2 separate regions of the Mus musculus genome follow, and region 2 is linked to region 1. The links are chromatin contacts, called in public promoter capture Hi-C maps. All regions are on one chromosome and are shown on one strand. The core of a region is the stretch at or near the end of the contact, and the rest is flanking DNA. Distances in the headings are between cores, read along the strand shown.

Region 1 (4,475 bases), core at 1,405-3,904:
TACAAGTTTGAGCCACCATACCTAGCCAGGTTAGGAATTTTTAATGCCTCTTTTGGAGCAGAGACTAGAAGACTTCTAGTGCTTCCAATCCCCACCCCACTATGTGCTCTCACCCTTCTCCTGAAGGGACAGTGGCTCGTCTTCAAGACCACAGTGAAGGTGCTCCAGCGGCCTTGGTGCTGTTCTCCACGAGCCCTCTTCCCGGGTCCCTCTTTCTGACTGGAGTTCTGCCGCATCCAGCTGTGTATTCATTGGCTCCCATCCCGTGCCCAGGCCTACAGCCTGTTCCGAAAGCATGTCTGCAGCAAGCACACACTGTGACCTGGAACAAGTCAGGAAGTGATGCACTCTTCTATCATGGATGAGGATGATATGCCCAAGGAAGCTTCAGAGAACAGCTCTTAAGGCTAAGGACAGGAAATGGTCCAAGGAGCCCCATGGAAGATGAGCTTACCAAACATGGTGTGAGCCAAGCTTTCCAGGAGGAGCTCAGGAACTGACAGGCGCCACACAGTCAAGTCCCTGTTATTTCGAAGGCCTCACACTATCAACAGACCTTCACCCAGGACTGCAAGAAACTTCACTTTAAAACACAATTAGTCCAATCCTGAAGATCCAGAGGGTTTCCACTGTATCAAAATCACTCAAGGCGCAGCAAAGTCGTTGAGAACACAAGAAGGAATCCACTCAACAAAGATGGATGCTGTTATACCTGAAGATTCTATGCCTCACATTACATTTTCACCAACTGATGTAGAAGTCCCACCCGGGGCAGGGGGTGACCTGTGAGTACCTGCTGTCTCTCTCGAGCTGAACCAGATAGCCCTCCCTTAAGTCTCAGTGAAGGGACCCATGATCTGTCACACTTATGTAGGAAATGAGAACTGATAAAAACCCAGCAGAAAGACCCGTAAAGTAGACAGCTATAAAAGCAAGCTGTAAGCACTCAACGCAGCCTTGACAGGGGGCTGGAACTGCAGGTCAGTGCAGAGCCAAAGTTTAAAGGAGATCATGGAAAGATCAGCATGTGGAGAGACCCTGGGAAGCTGGAAGGTGGCGTCACTCATACAGTGTGACAGGGAATAAGCATCCCTGTGGGCTGAAGTGTGTGACAGGCACCGGTCACAGTGCCTTACAAAGAATATATCCAACTTCAAGAACGGTATGGGGAAGCCAGTGTTTGTTCACAGGAAGAGATTCGAATCAAGAAAAGGGCAGGAAACCCAGCCTCTGGAAAAGCTAAACCAACAGACATAGTTTGGGCTTGATAAGCAACAGAGGGTCGGCCAGTCAGGCCACCTGTAAATATGTCTATGTATCAAACAGAATAAATGGTTTTGATCACAGGAAAGACTTAGGCTAGTATTTGTTCGTTTCTGTTTGTTTTCTAGAGTCCACAACAATCCTAGAGCAAGACAGGTCCCATTTGATAATGACTGTGGAACAACTTACTGCGTGGCAATCCATGTCTGTCATTTTTATTCCCTTTCTATGTAGACGGAGCGACCAATAATCTCCCTAGAACAAGTCAGAATTTCAGGGGCAGGCTGGAGAGATGGCACAATGGTTAAGAGCACTGACTGCTCTTCCAGAGGTCCTGAGTTCAATTCCCAGCAACCACATGGTGGCTCAACCGTCTGTAATGGAGTCCGATGCCCTCTTCTGGTGTGCCTGAAGACAGTGACAGGGTACTCATATACAGAATCCCAGGGCTATTTTAGCTCACAGGATCATCCAGTAACATCTGCAGGAACCCAGGAGGCTGGGAAAGGCTACAGCAGACCCCAGGCCAGTTACAATGTACAGAAAGAACAAATTCCTCTTCCATCATTGAAGCTCAAAGATGGCTTTGGGGCCTCAGGGATACACCCTGGCCTGATTCTGCAGAGCGCACTGGGCCAGCTGGATGACAGAAAACCTGTGGAAATGTTAGGGGGAACCGGGAGCAAAGGATGGCATGGATCACTGTCACCTGCCTGCATTTCCTAGGGTGCTCCTGGCAGGGCCAGCACCTGGGCTCCCACCTTAACCTGTCTTCTATCTTTCCTTGTCCCTAGTTCAGGATGATCCCAAGTCTGCTGGAGCCTGGGTTCTTGGGCTTTCATTTCTTTTGCCTGGTTATGTATCTGGGAGGCAGGGCACCTGCTGAAGTTTTTTTTTTTTTTTTTTTCTCAGCGAGTTCTTTTGGACAGAGACAGGGCCTTAGTATCAAAGAGTGGCCCAAGGGCACAGGGACGAAGAGTGGCTCAGTGGCCCTGCCATCGCGGGTGTGGCACCTTGGGCCCCGAGCCCACAGCAGAATAAGGTTTCTTCTGAGTCAGACTCAGCACCCCCGGGAGGGTCAGATTTCAGAAGACTCGGGAACTGGCTAAGTGGGACTAGAAAACAGGTTCCCGCGAGCAGGGGCTATACCAAGTGACAGAAAGGTGCTGCGGGGACGCCCACGCAAGTGACAGCGGCGGGACCAGGCATGCGACACCGACGCCACTGTTCCCACGGCCAGGCTGGTGCCCTCCTCCACGCCCGCCCGCACCCCAGCCTCACTCACCCCGGCTCGGCCCCTTGGCGTTACCTCCCGCCCGGCGCGGCCGAGCCCGCGGCCCGCACAGCAAGCGACAAGCGACAGGGCCGGCGCGGGGCGGGCACAGGAAATCCCGCCGCTTCCGGGGCTCCGTGGTGCGGGCGGGGGCGGGCACGGGTGGAGAGGACCGCTGGACCCACACTCCTGTCGCCACAGCCCACGGGCTTTGCTGCTCCCGGGGCCCCGCCCACCGCCTGCGACCTCCCACGGCGCCTGGCGGTAGGGTGGGGGCGGGGGTGGGAGTTCAAGAGGGTTGGAACCCTCCCCTAGGACTAACCCTCCAGACAGACAGACTGCCAAACCCGACTGGACAGTGGACTTCTAATGATGCCTTCCTTCACGTTGGCTCCAACAAGATGGTGCTGTGTGAAGTGGGCAGTGATGCTTGCTGCATTGCCTTCAGACCTGAAGAGACATGGGCTACAAGTGTGCACTGCACATTTAGACGACTTGATATTTAAAAACGTAATATCGAAGCTACATTAGGTTAAGTGTGTTAGTTTTACATATTACAAATGTGACTTGCGACAGATTGATTTCTGTTGGCTGGAAAAGACCAGAAAGACCTACAAAACAGATAATGGTAGAAAGAACCTAGCTTGTAAACGTTAACGTTTGTTTTATCACAGTCATTCTGCAAAATCGTACAGCCTATCAGTGGAGACATGTGCCAAAGGCTGTCTGCCATAAACTATGTGATACGTATTTCTTTTAAAAATCTACTCCGAACTAGGATAGAAGCAAAGAGAAGAGATTGCGTTTAGCAGGGATGTCAGAGACTCACAGAAATAAGCAAAGGAGCGGGAACGATGGGATAAGAAAGATATATATATATATGAAAGGAGACCTGCAGTTGGCAACAGGTATAGAGGGCGTTCTTAGGAGCAGCTCGTGGGATGTGTGAGCATGGTTGGACCAGAATGTCTATCCTCAGCCCCAGCACCAGGCTTGGAAATTCTTGCTTAAGCAGGAGACATGGGGTTATCAGTGTAATCCAACAACATATCAGTGTCGTGACTCTAGTATAGACTTTTTCATACCATTCACGGCATGTTGTGGGTGAATGGTGTGAAAGCCAGTGGGAGCAGGATCTCTGCTCTTGGTTTTTATGAAAGGGCCAGGCATCTTTTACCTAGTGTCTCCACTGTCTCAAGTGGCCTTAGAATAGTCTTGTTCATGAGTAAGAGGGAAGAGAGCTGTGGCTGACCTGTCAGCAGCATTAGGGATCAATTCTGAAAATACTTTATTTATTTATTTATTTATTTATTTATTTATTTATTTATAGCGACAATAAAAGTGACTTTTATTAGAAAACAATTACTGTTAACTTCTCTAATGTGGATAAGTGCTCTCCAAAATTTTTCTCCTGAGTAATCTTTAGAGTTTGTTATACGCATGCAAAGTAAATATTTTTCTTGGCTTTTCTTTCTTTCTTTCTTTCTTTTTATTTTTAAAATTCATCTTACATCCTGATCATGGCCCCCCTCACCTCTCCTCTCTTCCCAGTCCCACCCTTACAATCTCTCCAATGCCCCCTCCTCTTCTCAAAGAAGGACACCCCTTGGGTACCACCCTACCCTGAGACATCTACCTAGTCCCAGGAGGACTTTCTCTCCCACTGAGGCCCAACCAGGCAGTCCAAGTAGAGGGGAAGGGAATCCAATGGCAGGGAACAGAAACCAAGACAGCCCCCACACCACTTGCCTGGGGACTCATATGAAGACCAAGCTGCACATTTGTTACAAATGTGTAGGGGATTTAGGTCCAGCTCCTGCATGTTCTCTGGTTGGTGGCCCAGGCTCTGTGGTCCCCCCATTGTTCCAGGCTAGATGACTCAGTGGATTTTCTTGTGGTGCCCTTGACCTCTCCAAGTTGCTCACTTCTATCCCCCACT
Region 2 (4,475 bases), core at 780-3,279, 160 kb after region 1:
GAAACTGATTACAGAAACCAAACAGCAATGGAATATTAGTAAACTAGATTACAAGGGGCGAGTGAGCAGGAACTCACCCAGGGCGATGACTTACTTACACAGTCCATAACCGGGTTTAAATTGGTTTTAGTATCACTGTTACCATGAGCAATGTACTCAAAGTTTACGTAAGAAAGAAAGGTTTAAGAGAAAATAATAAACGTTTCATGATGATGTGACAGATGATAAGAGAATAATATCAACACCATGAAGGCAAGCAGTACTCTGAGCTAATGGCTGTACCATTTGAAGCCTCTCCAAAACGGAGGGCATCGGAGGGTGTTGGGTGGTTTGCAGGAAACGCTCTGTGGAGAAGAGCATCCTTAACATTCAGGAGCTTTGACAAGATCAGCAAGACTTCTGCTGGGCGTCAGTGCTGTCGAGGGGCACAGAGTGGGGGCTTCCAGAGCAGCATGGGGGGGGTCTGCTCTGAAATGGCACGGAACGAGTGTCTGTTGATGAGAAAGATCGCGATGCTTTGAGAACGTTGTTATATTATGGTCTGTATCACAGTCTAGAGATGGAAACAGAAATATGTGTTTGCCACGAGGAAGGGAAAACACAGACTAAAGCTAGAGAAATTGTGGGCTGAAAAAGGAAGTCACCAAGATAGGCTATATTTTTTAAGTAGTCTTTTAGGTGATGTTAAGAAACCCATGGAAGTTTAGATTCGTGAAATTAAAAGGAGGGTATATTTAAAGTGGCAGGAAATGCAAACAATGACAGAAAAAGAAGCAAATCTCTTTACGTCAAAAATAAGCAGAATGGCTAAAAGATTAAAGATGCACACATATCATAGTAAGAAATCCTAGCTTGTCATTGTCACTGTGATACAAGCTAGACGTTGAGATGACAACCAAAGGAAAATTGTGTCATTAATTTATTGCTCTTTTACAAGTTGCCATGCTGGCATTACAGAAATATCCTTGGGTATCAAAATTCTCACAGGAAAAATATGGGTGGGGGGGCTCTGTCTAGGGATAAGAAGTGTCTAGCTATTCTCCCAGGTTCGGATTTTCTTTGAAATCAGCCGAGACAGTGACTGAGGAAGTGAAGTGTGCGGTGTATGAGGTCCCTGGGACTTCCGTACACACCAGCTGCTTTTACATAAAAACTTAATTTATATTTTATGACTTCACTGTCATAAAGATAACTAAAAGTAGTCTCATTATACCCATGGTTCCTTCTCTCTCTTTCTTTCTTTCTTTCTTTCTCTTTTGTTTTTTCTTTTTTCTTTTCTTTTTTTTTTTTTTTTTTTTTTTTTTTTTTTTTTTTTTTTTTAGGTAACTTTTTATTTCATACCTGAGATTAGCCAAAGTGGCCCGGAACTCATAGCGATCCTCCTGCCTTAGCTTCTAAAGTGCTGAGATCTAAGTCTTCACCACCACACCCATCTTCTTCTAATCTTATAGAAATACATTTTCACCTGCCACTGTGAGGTCATGACCCCAGGAACTGTGTGTCCACGGTACTTAATGGAGTTGGCCGTGGTAAGGAGACATTGAATGACTTTGAACAAAAGAGAGACAGAGACAGAAAGAGACAGAGAGGCAGACAGAGAGACAGCAAAACAGAAAGACAGAGTTAGAGAGACAGAGACAGACAGACAAACAGGCAGGCAGGCAGACAGACAGACAGACAGACAGAGGAGAATAGTCTCTGCAAATATGTGCTACACATCTTTAAGTTTCTGAACCGTAAAGAGTGCAGTAGGAGCTAAGTGTCTGAGTAAGCGGAGGGTGCAGAGACACTCTCTTTTCCTGTAAATGCCGGTGAGGAGCAGATAGCAGTCCCTTGAAGCTTGTGAGCACTGTGACCTGAAATCAATGATGAGCTAACAGGATCTGAAACTTCAACAGAGATACAGGTAAGGGCAGCTCTAAGATGCCTGGGCAGAGTCCAGACAAAGCAGAGGGACCCTAAAGGACATGGTCACATGATTAGAGATGTCATCTCTTTCTACTTTATCCCAAGGACGTGCCATCCACAAATGGCCTGGAGCAACCACAGCGTCATCACGGAGTTCGTTCTCACCGGGCTCTCTGACGACCCCCTGATCCAGGCTCTACTTTTCGCGCTGTTCCTGGGGATTTACGTCCTCACCATGACGGGGAACCTGACGATGCTGCTGGTGATCACGGCTGACTCCCACCTCCACACGCCCATGTACTTCTTCCTAAGTAACCTGTCCTTCCTGGATCTCTGCTTCTCATCCGTCACGGTACCGAAGCTGCTGAAGGACCTGCTGTCTGCTAAGAAAACCATCTCTGTAGAGGGCTGCCTGGCTCAGGTCTTCTTCGTGTTCATCACTGCGGGAACCGAAGCCTTTCTTCTGTCAATGATGGCGTACGACCGCTACGCGGCTGTCTGCCACCCGCTACTCTATGGGCAGATGATGAGCAACGAACTCTGTCTGAAGTTGGTTTTGCTCTCATGGGGCCTGGCCTCTCTCAGTTCAGTAGTCATTGTGCTCTTGGCGGTGAACCTGGACTTCTGCGAGGCCTACACCATACACCACTACACGTGTGAGTTACCCTCTCTCTTTCCTTTGTCTTGCTCAGATATCTCCATCAACGTGGACATCTTGATCTGCTCTACCCTGCTGCACGGGCTGGGGACCTTTCTCCCAATCTTCTTTTCTTATGCCCGCATTGTATCCACCGTGCTGAGCATGGAATCCACCACGGGGAGAAGCAAGGCGTTTAACACCTGCTCTTCTCACCTCATAGCCGTGGTCCTGTTTTTCGGGTCCGGCTTGATTCGTTATCTTATGCCCACATCTGGCTCTTCTCTGGACTTGCTCTCTTCCTTGCAGTACAGCGCAGTCACGCCCATGCTAAATCCCCTCATCTACAGCCTGAAGAACCAGGAGGTGAAGGCCGCTGTGAGAAGGACATTAGGGAAGTGCCTGCGATACTTGGAGTGACTGCAAAGGCCCGGAATGGCAGGATGATTCAATGTGGCCAAGCGTTTTTTAGACCACTGACTTAAAGGGAGGCCTATACCGCTCTCCCTGGCTAGGTTAACAATGAAAAAGTATATAAAACTGTGTTTAGATAAGTATTATACAACCTCTCCTTTCTTTGCTTTGTTCTCTAATGTTTCTACAACTTTCTTCCTAAGTTACACAGTGGAGAGTTATAACCCCTAAATTGATACCTTATTTTTAAAATATTTCTATTAATTTTGAGTTCATTCGATGTTTTCTGATCATATTCACCCTTACTCTTTCTTCTCACTTCTTCAACATCCATACCACCACCCCATCCCCAACTTCATGCATTTTTAATTTATTTTTTTAAGAATTTGATATTGAATTTATATCATTTCTATCTCTCCTCTCTCCCTCCAACTCCTCCCATGTCCCCAATCTAAATTTCATGACCTTATGTTCTGTAGTTACTATTAGTGGGGGTGGGGGTGTCCTGGGTTCTGTACAGAAAAGCAGGCTGAGCAAGCCATGAGGAGCAAGTCAGTAAGCAGCACCTCTCCATGGCCTCTGCATCAGCTCCAGCCTCCAAGATCCTGCCCTGTCTGAGATCCTGCCCTGACTTCCTTCAGTAATAGACTGTTACCTGGAAGTATAAGCTGAAATAGGCCCTTTCTCCCCAAGTTTAGTCGTGGTGTTTCATCAGAGCAATAGTAACCCTAACTAGAACAGAAATTGATACCATGCCCACAGGGTATTGCTGTGACAGACCTGACAGTCTTGCTTCAGGGAGGGTTATGCAAGGACTTTAAAACTTTGGGCTAGAAAAGCAATTGAATGTTGAGAGCTCAGTGGGCTGTTTTGTGGGATCTTGGAAAACGATTAAGAGCAGTGCAGAAGACAGACACCCAGCTTCTGGAGTTTCAGAGGGAAGCAAGGACTCTGCAGGGACATTTGTGTAAAGAGTGTATGGTCTGATCATCTGGAGCTGAAGAATCAGCTGTGATTAACAAGAGACCAGAACCACTAAAGTAAGACCTTTGCTTTGCTGGGACAATGGATGCTGGTTACCTGGAGTTGAAGAACTGGCTATGATTAAGAAGAGATCAGCATCCCAGGCCTTCTAGGAACATGCCTCAGGGTTGGTACACACAAGCTGTGTTCCAGAGGCAGCCAAGGTTGGGAATATAAAAGTCACCCAGGTAGTACTGGTTTTGAAGGCATGAAGGGGTCATGGAGAGCAGCCGAGGCTTGGCACTGTGAGAGGCCAGGAGAAGCCATTGGTGAAGGTGCAGCCTCAGTATCAGTTGAAACTCCAGGACTGAAGAGATCATAAAGAGAAATTGAAGCACCATGAAGAGAGTCCAGGAGAGGCTATTGGTGAAAGTGCAGCCCAGCTGCAGCAGAAGACTCCAGTGTATTGTAGATGCCAGTACCATGTGATGACCACCAAGAACAGCAGCAACAATGGAGTGGAGCCAGCTGGTGCCTGGAAGACAAACTGTGT

The links. Promoter capture Hi-C pulls out the DNA fragments that hold promoters and counts their contacts.
Region 2: a promoter capture Hi-C map of embryonic stem cells shows a contact between it and region 1, with 5 times the contacts expected there. The contact joins the promoter of Olfr281 here to the promoter of Zfp641 in region 1. A contact is called at or near these places in 7 of 39 promoter capture datasets (3T3-L1-derived adipocytes, cranial neural crest, embryonic stem cells and 3 more) and 3 of 9 other capture datasets (adipose tissue, embryonic stem cells and liver).

What each region holds. Positions count from the first base shown.
Region 1 is chr15:98,293,507-98,297,981 of GRCm38.p6, forward strand. It overlaps Zfp641 (zinc finger protein 641), which reads right to left and starts at 2,655. Exons shown (of 6, transcript NM_173769.4): 1 at 2,549-2,655; 2 at 114-322. The coding sequence starts at 297.
Region 2 is chr15:98,454,283-98,458,757 of GRCm38.p6, forward strand. It overlaps Olfr281 (olfactory receptor 281), which reads left to right and starts at 2,030. Exons shown (of 1, transcript NM_146280.1): 1 at 2,030-2,965. The coding sequence starts at 2,030. The coding sequence ends at 2,965.